Regions from separate parts of the Mus musculus genome. Here regions 1 and 3 are each linked to region 2. A link is a contact called in public Hi-C and promoter capture Hi-C data. All regions are on one chromosome and are shown on one strand. The core of a region is the stretch at or near the end of the contact, and the rest is flanking DNA. Distances in the headings are between cores, read along the strand shown. Region 1 overlaps Exoc4 (exocyst complex component 4). Region 2 holds the start of Chchd3 (coiled-coil-helix-coiled-coil-helix domain containing 3). Region 3 overlaps Exoc4 (exocyst complex component 4).

Region 1 (4,807 bases), core at 1,918-4,417, 870 kb after region 2:
CTGGGAAAACAAGCAGAGAAAAAAAAGAGATGCTGTCTGAGAAATGGGCTTCGACTGGCCCACTGTTTGTGTGCTGGGGTGGGTACTGAAAAAGTGCCATCGGAGAGAGTGAGCAAACATCCCTAAGGAAGGTAAATAACGCAGGAAAGAGATATCCTGGAGGTGTCTGTGTGTCAAATGCAGCCCTGGGTTACACTAGCTCAGTAGAGAGAACTAACTGGCTGCTGGTAGACTTGATCAGAGGCCTAGACCTTGATTTATAATACCCCATCTTTCCTATGTAATTTGTCTAAAATAGGAGCCAGCCTCATGTTAAACATGTTTCTCTTGGTTTATAGTAGGTTTAGAGGTGACTAGAGCAAACAGAAATACACCGGAATGTCTGTGGTATGATATGGAAGGGCCATATTGGCAGCATCTCGTTGATCAACATCAGCACTCATGAACATGTACACAATGTGGAGCCTTGATACCACGTGATGAAATTGTCTCTTTATCTCTGAGCTCTTTCTCCAAGAAAGACATCAGAGATTTTTATGCAGGGATAGTTATAAAATACCTGACCAACACTCCTCCGTAGTATAAAAGCCATTAAAAACAAACCAAACAAACACGATAGTTGGTGAAGCTATCTCAGCCAGGACACATGACACCTAATTGTCTCTCCTATCCTGGATGGGGTCCCAAAATTGAAAGAGCGTGCAGTAAAAATGAAGGAAGTCTGGATGAAGTTGGGTTGTAGATAATGATGGTATATTAATGTTGGTTCATTAGTTGTGATAAATGTGCCATACTAATATAAGATGTTAGTAGGAATAATGAATATAAGTTACTTGAGAACTTTATACTAACTTACTTTTTTCAACTTTGTGTGACTAAAACCTCTTTTTAAAAATAATCTGTTAAAATGTTATCAAAGACATTTATGCCATGAAGATCTGCATGTGGATGATTTATGGTGAGCATGAAAAGATGCTCACCATAATCTGTTATTAGAGAAATGAAAATCAACACCACACTGAGATAAGCCTGCCTGCACAGTCCAAATAAAAAAGGGGGGGGGTAGAGTTGGCTCTTTGGCTAAGAGCACTGACTGCTCCTCCAGATGACTCAGGTTCAATTCCAAGCACCCACATAGTGGCTCACAACCATTTGTAATTCCAGTTCCAAGGAACTCAGTGCCCTCTTCTAGCCTCTATGAACAATGCACACTCAAGGTGCAGGCATACATGCCAGCAAATGCCCATATACATAAAATAAAAATAATTTTATGTTTTGATAAGAATATAGAGGAACTAGTGCTAGTGGGAAAATGGAAGGTACAGTGGCCTTGAAGAACAGTTTATCCCTTCTTCAAAAAGTTAAAAATAGACTTATCATATGATTCAGAGATTCTACCCAAGAGAAATCAAAAATAAATGCACTAAAAAAGTTTTACCCAAATTTTATAACAGTGTTAACTGATGGGTGAATGAAATGTGAATACATACAATAGATATTATGTGGCCATAATATGAAATTTAATATATGATGAACCTTTACACATGAGGCTAAATTAAAGAAGCTGGCCATGAATGGCTACATTGTATGTGACTCTGTGCGAAATATCAAAAATTGGCAAATCTTCAGAGCTAGCAGTTACTTACTGTTTGGAGCTTGTGAGAAAATGAAGATGTGGACTCAGGATTTCTTTTGGGAATGAGTAACATGTTCTAAAATAGATTTTGCAGATGGCTGTACAACTCTGGATATATTAAATGATCTTGAACTCTATACTTCAAATATGGAAATTGTATGGTAGCTGAATTATATTGCAGTAAGTTTTTTTTATGTTGAGCTTTAAAGCTTTAAAAGTCCCAAATGATTTGTCATAGAAAATGAGTAGCTCAAGTTTTATACCACATTAATAGAGAACTTTGTCAAGGAAATATCCTACGCATTTTCACATTTCCCTAATCATCCTGAGAGGTGAACAATCAAGGAAGAATTTGTAAGGAAGTGATGCATAATTTAAATACTAAGTGGATTTATCCAGAGTTGGGGAAGAGCCATTCAAGCAGAAAGTGAGGGACCCTGAAAGATGAGGTCTGGGGGAAGTGAGATCCCCTGTGGTAAGCTGTGGGTGCCACTTTCTTGCCTATAACTCGAAACATCCCCTTCATCATTTCCCTTGCCCTCACTTATCTCCTGTTATCATATACCTAACCTATTTTATATCTGATTGTTCACCTTGTCTACCCACAATAGAATGGGACCTCCATAGGCAAGGGCTCTTTTTATAGCATTCACTGCAGTAGCCCCAACTGAGTAGGACCTCAGTTGTAAATGTTCTCAGTTGTAAAGTGATTGCTGAAGGTGTGGTCATGATTCTGCTCAGAGCTAGCAGGAATAAAAACAGATATGGGAAGTAAGACGGAGTTTAAAAACCAGCTCAACTTAAGTAATGGTTGAATGTCAGAGGCAGAGGAACGGGAGTTAAGGATGACCCTGGAGCATCTACACACAGAATCAGCAAGTAAGGTAGGGGAACGGGGAGGACTGGGCTACAGTGTGAGGATATGTGTAAGATGCCTGTGGGACTTCAGAGCAGATGTGTCTAAGACACAACAGGAAGCTTAACAGAAAGGGTGGGAGTAAACAAACAGACCTGGGGAAGCGTCAGCATGGAGCCATCCAACCTCGGAAAGGAAGGGTCCATAGGCCAAGGGCAGTAAGATGGTGATGCATAAAGCCAGCAGAGCACAGAGCACACAGCCATGCTGCTACCTGAGTAGAAATGCTACTTCCCCTGTCAGTGCACAGATCAGCCTCCTTCAGGATGAATGAAAGCCATGTCTCTTTTTAAGTCACCCACATCCCACGTGAGCTCGCCTACCCAGATTCTTCCTCGAGGTACCAGGAGCCCAGCCCAGAAACTAAACGTGCTAAGTGGGACCCCTGCTTCATCCTTGACCTTTGTACTTTGCTAAGTCTAGGAATGCCCTCGGCCATGACTGAGAATGTCGAATTCCTCCCTTGGGGGCTGTTGTGTATACTTATCTTCTACAGGCTTATTGCAGAGGGACATTGTTTTGGTTTTTTGCAAAAAGGTTAAGTTTTCCTGGAGTGACCGGGGCATAGCTTGCTATAGGATTAGCGATGCCGTGCTGCCACCTACTGGAAGCACCCACAGCTGTCAGGACAGACCTGTGACTGAAGACTTCAGTGCCTGGGCTGAACACTGACTGCTTCCCCTTGCAGACTCCTTTGCTCGGCCAGAAACAAAATATTCCCTGCATCTGTTTCCGCAGTCATTTTGAAACCAGCTTTATCCTGCCACCAGTCATGTCTGCCCTTCCAATCCCAACCTTTTTTGCAAGCTTCGCTTTAAAGGGCTTCATCTGACCAGTTTCTGTTTGGATTTGTGGTCACATGAGGCCAGTCTTCTGCCAAACATTCTTTTAATAATGATGACCTCTAGAAGCTCTGAGAAGGAGCTTTAATTCAGCGGTGATAATAAAGCTAGCTCTGACTCCTGGCAGCCAGGAAAAACAGGCAAGTGATGGGTTTTATAGCTTTTACTGCCTGATATAAAAAAAAGGTACCTGTTAATAAAAGTCAGTGATAAAACAAAAATGAGTATAATTTGATATCCAAGAGTGTTTTCTTAAGGACCGTCTATTACATTATTTAAATAATGTTACTTTTCTTGAATTTAACCTTCTTTTGACTTTGCTACCCATTTCTGCCTATACCGTTTTCTTCTGGTCTTGCCTCTCTTAAGTTTATTATACTTAGAGTAGATCTCATACATTGCAGAAACTAATTGGTCTCTAATTAATGGTTTAATTGGGGCTTTTTGGATGCAGGTGAGCATGCCTCACCAGCCTGCATAGCCTCCAGAGCGCCTGAAAACAATGAGAACTCATAATCTCCCCAGAAAAATGCCTGCCTCTAATTAAGGTCTGAGTTCTCCGAGACATGCCTCACGTGTGAAGGCCTTAGTTAAATAAGATTTCCTTCTTGTCGTGATAGCATACAGTCAGTTTCTAACTTGGGGTTCCTCCCAATTCCTGGCAGACAATGGATCTGTTCACTGTTGCTTATTTGCTGGCACTGGCATTGCTCAGAGAATACCATAGATGGCAGATGCTATTATGCAATGAAGATCCCAGGGAATAGAAATGAGAAATAACTTGCCCAAGATCTCCCATCAGATTGTCTTTATGTATCCTTCGGTGCCTCTTTGGTCTCGTGCTTAAGAAATTAAGTTAGCCTTCCGTGTGAGGCTGTTCTTCTGCCTGAAAGGACTGGGTTACATTGTTCTATGTAAAAATTCCAAGAACTATCACTTATTGATTTTAGTAGAATTCTTACTGAAAAATTGGAAGCTGGAAGCTGACCCCCTTCTTGTTTTATAAATAAAAGTTTAGTGTTGAAACTAACATGTTTAAAATTCAGAAACACAGACCAATGAGACAGCTCATCCAATAAGTGGCTGAGGCAGGAGTACCTGAGCTCAGTCCCCAGAACCCGTATAAAAATAGCTGAGTGTGGTAGCCCACACTTGTAATCCCAGCACTGGGGAAGAGGAGATAGGTAAATTCCTGAGGCTAAGTCCAATCCCCCTCACTTAATAAGCTCCATCTGTCCAAAAGGAAGTTAGAGACACCTGAGGACTGAGGCCCAAGGTGGTTCTGAAGCCCACCCACACCCTAGTTCCCCAAAATAAAGACTCTGAGACTTCTTATATATGAATAAATGCCTAGACCCTTTGGCTTGTTTCTGCTAGCTGATAACTCAGCTATTCTGTTTAAACTAGTCTGAG
Region 2 (4,419 bases), core at 1,317-3,816:
TATACTAAATCCTACAAAGATCTGAACCCAGATTTGTTTGATTCCAATGCTCTTTCAAAGAACTTTGTAATTTTAAATGTGAAAGGAACCCTACCATAATGATGACCGCTTATTTATAAATCTACAAAGCAGCTTGGAAATATATAGATCAGTGGTACAGTGCTTGTCTAGCACATGGGAGGGCCTAAGTTTAATTCCCAGCACCTCAAATAATAATTAATAATAATGATGATAATCAACAGGTGTTTACATACCTTATCCTCTAATCCTAACCAAAGAAAGTGATAACATTCCACTTTAGGAATAAGGGTGTGCATCAGAGAAGCGACTTGTCCAGAGCCACAGGCTAATTAAAAATGTCAGCTTAATTCCAAGTTGGCTTTCTCCTGTCCATGACCTCAAGGAACCCAAAATGGCTCCAAGTCCTCCCAATTCAACAACATACCAGTTTTGAGAAAAGCTGCAAAAAAGCTATATTTTGTTCAAAAACAAAAACAAAAACAAAAAATAAAAAATAAAAAAATAACAATCTGACCGTGTCAAGAAGCCCACGAGACTTGTGAGCTAGAAAACAATAGAGATCCGAGAGATGTACGCAGCTCTACCAGTCTGAAGAACAAGAAAACTGAAGGAGAGAACGCTGGAGAAGATTACAGGCAATCCTTGAAAAGACCAGAAGCAGAGGAGAACCTTGCCAAGGGTGTTTGAAGAAGAGCTGCGTACAAATCAAAATAAGCCTGCCTGGGCCAGGACTGTAACAACAGAAATAAAATGTATCTGAAAAAGGAAATTTATGTCAAGTTGTATGGCTGAAAGACATAGTTGGGTTTTTCTTGTTTTGTTTTGTTTTTAAAGTTTACAGAAGCTCTTTAAAACAATCTTATCACTTGAATGGAATACATATCCCTGTTGCCCTGCCTATCACTCTACCCTATCTGATATTGTATCTAAATCTCTATGCTGTGCCCAAACTCATACAGTTTGTGTCACTGGCCTGTCTGTGATGAAACATGAGGAGAAAGACTTAATGCATTGTTCTAAACAGTTTTTTCATCTGAAATTTACTTTCCTTTTTTTTTTTTTTTTTTTAAGTTTTCAACATTCTAAGCCTTTTATCGACTTTCTTTTCCTTTCTTTTTTGGTTTTTTTTTTTCCCTCCACCTCTGTACAAAACTCAAGTATGCAGTAATTCTTATCTTACTACAAAAACTACCAACTAAACCACAGCAGGCAAAGGGCTCTATCACTAGTAGAGTGAGAATTGCTGGTCACAGACTCAAAAACTCAGTTCAACAGTCTGGGGTTTCTAATCAATAAAACTTTAATAAGTTCTTTTCAAAGTAACAAATTTCAAAGGAAAAAGTTTTCAAGCAGTTGAAATGTTTTTAAGTTTTTATTTCCTTGTAACTCTTACATAGTTAATTAAGAGTAGTTGTGTAAAAGCAGTAGACAGAAAATATAAAGTACTCTAAAACCTTCTGAAGTCATAGTGCTCTATTTACTAGATACAAGTAAGTGTACTTCCCAAAGCATGAAGCTCCAAAGTCGAGGCAAAGGAGAATATTAAAGTTGTTAGTGTGTATACTAACGCCCTAGAGGAAATTCAAGTTTTCAGTTCATGTATCAAGTACATGCAGAGGGCATTTAATAAGTCTCTATAACGATCCCTTAGAAGTTGTCTCAGTTCTACAACCTTGAAGGCCTGCAAACCGACCTCCGCCCCTAGCAGGCTGGCAGTTATAGGCCTGTATAGTCCAACTGGGTCAGGTTCATAACTTGGGCCAACAAACCACAGGGGAGGCGCCTGGGAAAACGAAATTATCAGGTGGAAGGGAAAGAGCCAGAAGCCAGAAATTAGCAGCAGGGTCAGGAATGACTTGAATGGTAATACCAGAAGAGGGGCAGGGAATAACAGAGGCAAAGAAGAGTAATCCTTAAAACACCAATTCACTCTGAGAAAGAACTGTGCGTGGAAAAGAAGGGCTTGGGTCCTGTACAGGAGGCACACGGACCAGCACAGTGAAGCAAGAGTTTTAATAAAGTCCTGCAACTAGTGAGCAAGGACGACCGTGGTGACCCGGCACCACCACCCCGGCACAGTGCATGGCTCCTGGCACACAACCAAGAACTTTCTCTGAATGGAGGTTCGGAGTCTTGAAACTACGAGCTTCTTCCCAGAGACCCAGACTTCTAGCGGGACAGCAGGGCGGGCCGAGAGCGGAGAAAGCAGGTGCAGCTGTCCCAGGCACATTTCAGCGTTGGGATCCGAGGTCAAAGGCTGCCCTCCGCCCGCCCACGGCACTCACCCGGATGCCCTTCACCACGGTGATGTTCTCGTTCTCGTCCGCCTCGAAGGTGACCCGGCGGGTGCTAGCGGTCCCGCCCATGGCTCCTGCTTCTGTCCCCGCAGAGTCTGGAGCGTGGACCTACGAGCACGTCAGGACCCACGCGCACACTTGCGCGTGAAAGCCCTGGACGCTTCTCTTGCAGGGCAGGAGCAAGGCCACGACCCCAAAAAAGAAGCAAGGAGAAGGCGCCGGTCCCAAAAGCCCGCCTCCTCCGGTCACGTGCCAGAAGTAGGCCGCTTCGGGTTAGCCCGAGAAGCAAACTGCCCGCCTCTTATCAGAAGGTGCACTAGGATTGGCTGGATTGGACCCGGATGCTATGGCAACAGGTGGTGCTTAATAGGGCTTCCGGAGCCTCTGAGAATAATGGGAATTGTAGTCTCGATCCGGAGCGATAGGTGCTGTGACAGGTCTCACTCCCTAAACTGTAAAGTGAACCGAGCATTCTGGGAGTTGTAGTCTTGACAGCCCTGAAGGCCTCCTTCTGGTCTACTTTCAAAAAAGTTGGTTCACCCAACCAGCTTGTTTTGCAGTTGACTCTAGAACCTTAGGTAAGTTAGGTAAATACAGGCTCTCAAAGCTAGATATGGAAGATGCACTCCCCTAAACAAACAACTTGTATATTCCAATTCACAAACCTGTAACAACTAAACTTAGCATTTTGCCACTTAGTCTTTTAAAGGGGCCGAGACTACATATGCCTATGTTCCTATCTTATGACTTTGGTATTTGTCAGTCTGTATGAAATGCAACTTTTAATGTAGGGCTTTCAAATCTACATGCAAAAATGCACAGGAAAAATTATTTACACAAAGATACAGACAGAACACTGCTTCTCGTGTTTGTGTCTCTTATTCACTTACATAAGTTAGATCACAGGATGATTAGACAGAGGAAAATGGTCCGTTCATGGAGGAGTTATAGCAGCGTTAGACAAAGTAGAGATGATCTGTTTTGGAAAGTTTCTAGCTTGGTACTTTACCTCCAAGAAGTCTAAAAATGTTAGGATAACCACACACACAGTTTCAGTTTTGTTGTTATTTGGTTATTTGGTTGATTTTAGGGTTTTTTTGTTTTGCTTTTTTGTTTGTTTGTTTGTTTGTTTGCTGTCAAACACTGTTGCTAAAAGTACAGTATGATCTTAGATTTATGGAGCCAGAGAAATACCCTTTCATTTAGAAATTAGATGGATGGGACTACTGATGTAGCTCAGTTGTCTATGCAATGCCCCAGGCCTGAGCTATGTGAAGGAGGAGAAAAAACAAGAGGGAAGAAGAAGAGTGGGGCAGAAGGGGGATGGGAGGGGAGGGGACAGAACTAGCTGAACAAAAATACCTTTTTCAATTTGCCCTTCTCAACATTAAAAGACAGAGAATACAGCATACCATGGCATCCTCCTAGGCCAAAGGGATCCACAATGTTGAAGAAATATTTTTGAGCTTCAGTTATTTGTCAGCATGTCAGAATCTGTAGCGCAAGACACTATGTCCCTCCCGCTGCTATATCCCAGCATATAGCAGCAGTGCCCTTCATCTCATTGTGTCGTTCTTTTCAACACATGTGCTCTAAATCACATGATATTCTCCTGCAGTTCTGAAACTGCCTGCCCCTGTCTGCGTCCTCCCATTACATCACAGTTGAGCTTGCTTCTCTTGAGAACCCAGATACACAGGGATTGCCGTTCCTTACATCGGGTCCTCCCCATCCATAAACACAATCACCTCACTTCCTACCCCATAGACGGCGTGTATTGAAGGGTGTTTCATAAAGCAGTTGCTCGGTCTATATTTACAAAATTAGAGGCTTCCATACGGAGAGTGAGGAGATACAAATAACACTTGTTAATGAGGATGAAGACCAAGGCTGAGAAGGCAATGGATGCCTTCCATCAGAGCACCAAAAGCATCCGGTGCTCTCCTCAGCAAAGGACCCAGAATACTTCCCAACTCCTAGTGTGTTTCAAGCAACACTAAGTAGATCTTCTTTTTAAAAAATTTAATGTATCGCCGGGCGTGGTGGTGCACGCCTTTAATCCCAGCACTCGGGAGGCAGAGGCAGGCGAATTTCTGAGTTC
Region 3 (4,502 bases), core at 574-3,073, 620 kb after region 2:
AAAAAAAAGAAAGCCCAAATTATACCTGCCTTTGCATCCGCCATCTGGGACATTGTGCCATCCTAGAATAGTTTCCTGGACTACTTAGAAGGAACACTAATATGCTAATCAAGTCTTGTGCAGAGCACAATATTATACTTCCAGATCTAGTCATGTAAAGTCCTAGGATGTTCTCCAGCTTTTGAACCTTAAGTATTATGCCAGCTACTTCAAACATCATTTCAATAAATCCAATTTGAAATCTGTATCATGAACACCTATGGCATTATTTGATGCAGTTCTAATCAGTTATTCACACTGTAGGCTGAGTTTGTTTCTCAGTACCGTCTAGTGAATTGTGATTGCTGATCTGATGGGTGATATCCTTATGCCTGTGACTTGGGGACTACATTGATTCCCTCAGGTATCGTGAGGTTATTTTAATATAAATGAGTTTATTATTTACTAAATGTCCATACTGTGTGTATAACTGTCACTTCATAATGGATGCACCTTGGTCATTCCTGTGTCATTCCTGTGGCTGTGTTAACATTTCAAGACTCTCATTTCCCAGCTCTGTCTATGCTGTGTCTGTCTTTAGCCTTCCACTTTTCTTCATGTTTCTGCCTAGCGTTTTTTCATTCATATTTTTCTTTCCATTCCTATAGAGTTTCACCCATGCTTACATTTTGCTTAATTAACAGTTTTCGCAGCTGTATTCAAAGTCCATTAAGCATTGCTAATTGTTACTACTTGGTTGCTTCCCAGGGTTTCTAAAGAAGATAAAATAAAACAGGACCAAACATGACACCTTGGTTCACTGGGGTCATCTTGATCCCTATAAAACCTAGCATACAGCTTTATTAAACTGTGTTTTCTCATAGTGAGCCACACATACTGTGATAGCAATTTAAGATGACAAAGTATTATTACTGCTAGAGAAAACTTAGATATATTTTAAAACATGTTTACACTACCTTACAGATATAATTTAAAAACAAATTGTATACACTAAAGCAAGAAACTTTTGTTAAGAAACTTTTGTTTTTCTCCAAGCAAAAAAAAAGCCCAGAGTTGTGAGCGGTTGTCAATGGTACATGAATATTCAGATAAACCACCCAGGGTTACTTGGTTGTTTAAGATGAGGCTTGATCCAGTAGCATTTGAAAAAAAAAAGGGGGGGGGATACTTTTTGCCACTCAAAACAGTGCCACCTCATCTTCTTGGAGTTATATAGACCAGGGAGTTTTGGTAGATAATGTGTGGAGAAATATGAGAAACACATTATTTTAAACTCAAAAGAGGGACAAAGAACATGGAGTAGTTTTTCCTTTTCCCAGCTGCCCTCTGGTGGCAAAGACACAGCAGACAGCAGCCATGCTGAAGGAAGCTGCTTCCCTGCTTAAGAGGGACCAACCAGAGCCTTGCCTGTGCATGTGTGATTCCAAAGCGGAGTGCAGGGCCTCCTAATTACATCCTGCTTCCCCGTGGCATCTGCTCTTATCGTGGCTGCTCCAGGCTCCACCAGCTCAGTCAATACTCACATATTAGCAGGAGACAATCGATAGAAAAATTAAAAAGGAAAGTCAAGGTAATTAGGCTAAAGCTGCTGCTTATGAGTTTTCAATAATTGCTTTCGCTTCCTCTTGTTTCCTCATCTCTAGAAAAATAGGGCCTGATTGAAGGACTGGGTCGTGTTTGACTGAGGACATGTCAAAATTATACAAAGGCAGGCAGGAAATAGAATTAAGCTGTATTTGTTTTAGAGCAGTAAAGGGGCTTTGCATGATGGCAGGGGAAGAATAGGAGCTGATTTAAATGTCCCCATTAGCAGCTGTGCCATTGTCCCTACCTGTTTCTGTCACCAGCTTCTGCACCACTAGCAGGAGCCCACTCAGAAGCACCATGACACGTCCTATACCCAAGCTCCAGGGGAAGGCAAGAGGGAGACTTCCCCCAGAAAGCAGCATCCCGATCACTCTGGAAATTTCATTCTACCTTTTACAAAACTATGAACTAAATCAAAATCTCCTAGTTGCTAGCCGTTGTGTGCCGCTGTTGAGCATTGGTCTCTGGGTACAGTTGTCATGGATGGCAGCCCACTTATGAACACATTTGGGTGAACTGTATTTCCTAGGACAGGAAGTCAAGTCTCCATTTTGACCTGCCTGGGCATTTGTGTCCTCTAAACAGAGACACCCTTCGTCTTCTTGTTGCATGGTACGGTGCCAACTACCTTATAGAGGAGGAAATACCAAGGGAGCCCCTCCTCTGAGAGTGATGAATCAAGAAGGGGAAAAAAAAAGGATAGTTTTGTTACAGAGATATTTTATGTTTTATGTCCATTTACAGTCTACATATGCATGATTTCTGTCAGCTTAAAGCACTTTATAAACTTTATAACCAAATTATGTACTTACATCATTTCATTCACTGTTGATATATAGCTGTTAAACATCTGCCACATGCATATTTCTTTCAGGAAAAAAATGTAAAAGAGAATTCGATCTTGGTAAATACACAGGAAATATTGAGATGAAAAGAATATGATATGGAAGTATTTATTGTGCACCTGCTATGTCTAAAGCATAGAAGAGCCCACTGGCAAAAGACAAAAAAAAAAGATAGAACTCTTATCACCTTCCCCACGTGCCCCTTCCTTCCTCCCTCCCTCCATGTTTGTTGATCAGAAGTGAGTGATAATACCTGTGTTTGGGTCCAGGGCAGTCTGATTTACATCATCTCGTTAACTTAGACTTTTTCTTAAGGTGTAGGGATTGATGTGTCAAACTGCTCTTGAGGCAGGTAATTCACATGTTATTGTGGATAGGGATGCTATGGTGTGGCAAGGGGAGCAGAGGCCTAGAGAGCCAGGCTTGCTTGCCAAGAGCTGTTGCACTGATTCCCCTCTGTCACTCCTCTCCTACCTGAGCTTGTGTCTGTGACTCTGTCACCTGGAGAACTTGTAGCAAGGGGACTATGTTATGATGCATGACATGAGTTTGACATTTGTTTAGAATTGTACCAGGGCTCTGTAGAAGACTCCTGCTTCCCCTACAGCCTTCGGTTGAGGTGGAGAAATTACAAACCAAACAGCTTTGATCACCTTCCTCAGCTTCCTTGGCTCCACCTCCTGGTCCTTTCCATCCCTCAGGGGAGTCCCCGTCACAGCACTTAGACTCTCCTGCCCTTCTCTGGCCTCGCTATGATCACTTTTGGGGTGTGTGGTAACTACTGTGGTTTTTAAACAGTCTTCCTATGTTAGATCTGTAACTTACAATCCTCCTGCTTCAGCCTCCTTACTGCAGGTGTGTGTGTGCCTTCATGCCTAGCTCTGAGGAAAATTTATCTTTGTAATTTTTTTTTTTTTGGTTGTGAGGGTACATAATGAGAAGAAAACTTTTGAAAGTTGGCTTTCATTTTGTACCTCAATAGTACAGAGTCTGTCTGTGCTGTGAATTCCTGGCCTGTGGGTCTCTAGACATCTCTGCCTCAACCATTCATCTCCAGTATGGGGGTTAGGATTACATATGTGAGCCACAACATGTGGCTTTTCATGAAATGGAACTCAGGCATATGTAACGATTGCTTTTACCTGTGAGCTGTCTTCCTGACTTCTACGGAAAATAATGGAAAGTTATTTTTCTCTCCTGTCATTTTATTTCAAAGAAGGTTCAACAACACCCCCTCCCTTTTCCTCTTGTATTTATTGTTTCCGTCATACCTCCATATTCTTTGTCTTTAATTTTCTATAAAAGTTTGGGTACTGAATACAAAATAACTGCAGTACAATAGTATGCCACCCTTCTGGTGATGTAAATAGATAGTAGTAACTGTGACTCAGGTTTAACTGCCTGATTTGACTTGCAGGTCTGCTGCATTTCTTTCTAACTTAAAACATTTCAGCTATGCCTTTAAATGACCTCTGTTGCTGTCAGTGAGTTATGCAAATTTACTGTTTGTTAGTTAAGAGGCATTAATAAATGTATTTCTATGAGGCATATATAATGATGCAGAAATATGAATGAGAGCTTTATGCGAAACAAAGATGTATACAGTGACATGTGATTGTGGGTATACAAACAGTTCAAATGTCTTAAATGCCCTGAATAGTGTGTCTATAATATTGTGGTTTGTTTTAGAACCATTCTATCTTCTTGCTGTCTTTTCTTCATATGAGGTACTTACCACAATGTACAATATTTTACTAGTCTGCTTACATTGTTTTTGGTGGTCTCTTGTATGGAGCACATTTTTATGTGAAAGGCCTTATGTTGTCTAATAGCATTGTATATCCTTTTAGTAAGTATTTGCTGAAAAATAAATGTTTACTTCTTTCTTTTTTATGTCTTCCAGTGATGTTAGCAAAATAGATGGAATGGGGAGTGCTGTTTTGTAAGCACCTTTTGGCCTTATTGAAGGCAAACTACTGCATTTAGTTCAAGGTCAGGCATCAAACAAGAAGGGCTCCTTACATTATATATTTGCTTGATGTGACCTAACACATAATGTGGTTTTGTGTT

Evidence for each region. Promoter capture Hi-C pulls out the DNA fragments that hold promoters and counts their contacts. Hi-C and Micro-C count contacts between places; a contact is called where the count stands out from the background.
Region 1: a contact with region 2 is called in a Hi-C map of cortical neurons, with 2.3 times the contacts expected there. The contact joins the enhancer-like site here to the promoter of Chchd3 in region 2. A contact is called at or near these places in 9 of 39 promoter capture datasets (the 3T3-L1 cell line, 3T3-L1-derived adipocytes, the C10 cell line and 5 more), 3 of 484 Hi-C or Micro-C datasets (the C10 cell line, bone marrow-derived macrophages and cortical neurons), 6 of 115 datasets of contacts at active chromatin or transcription factors (the SCID.adh cell line, T-cell acute lymphoblastic leukemia, bone marrow-derived macrophages and 3 more) and 3 of 9 other capture datasets (adipose tissue, embryonic stem cells and liver).
Region 3: a contact with region 2 is called in a promoter capture Hi-C map of hippocampal neurons, with 3 times the contacts expected there. The contact joins the enhancer-like site here to the promoter of Chchd3 in region 2. A contact is called at or near these places in 3 of 39 promoter capture datasets (the 3T3-L1 cell line, the C10 cell line and hippocampal neurons) and 1 of 484 Hi-C or Micro-C datasets (the N1E-115 cell line).

The regions. Positions count from the first base shown.
Region 1 is chr6:33,926,759-33,931,565 of GRCm38.p6, forward strand. The region is part of intron 17 of Exoc4 (exocyst complex component 4); the gene reads left to right. Among named protein-coding and RNA genes, the nearest start is that of Gm13853, 63 kb to the right of the region's middle. Within about 2 kb of position 3,168, at least 48 of the 459 cell types and tissues checked have an H3K27ac peak or open chromatin away from gene starts, as enhancers often do. A contact at or near this core is called in the SCID.adh cell line, T-cell acute lymphoblastic leukemia and cortical neurons, where this site is marked.
Region 2 is chr6:33,057,694-33,062,112 of GRCm38.p6, forward strand. It overlaps Chchd3 (coiled-coil-helix-coiled-coil-helix domain containing 3), which reads right to left and starts at 2,567. Exons shown (of 8, transcript NM_025336.2): 1 at 2,307-2,567. The coding sequence starts at 2,387.
Region 3 is chr6:33,680,603-33,685,104 of GRCm38.p6, forward strand. All of the region lies in intron 10 of Exoc4 (exocyst complex component 4), which reads left to right. Among named protein-coding and RNA genes, the nearest start is that of Gm38785, 240 kb to the left of the region's middle. Within about 2 kb of position 1,824, at least 64 of the 459 cell types and tissues checked have an H3K27ac peak or open chromatin away from gene starts, as enhancers often do. A contact at or near this core is called in the N1E-115 cell line and hippocampal neurons, where this site is marked.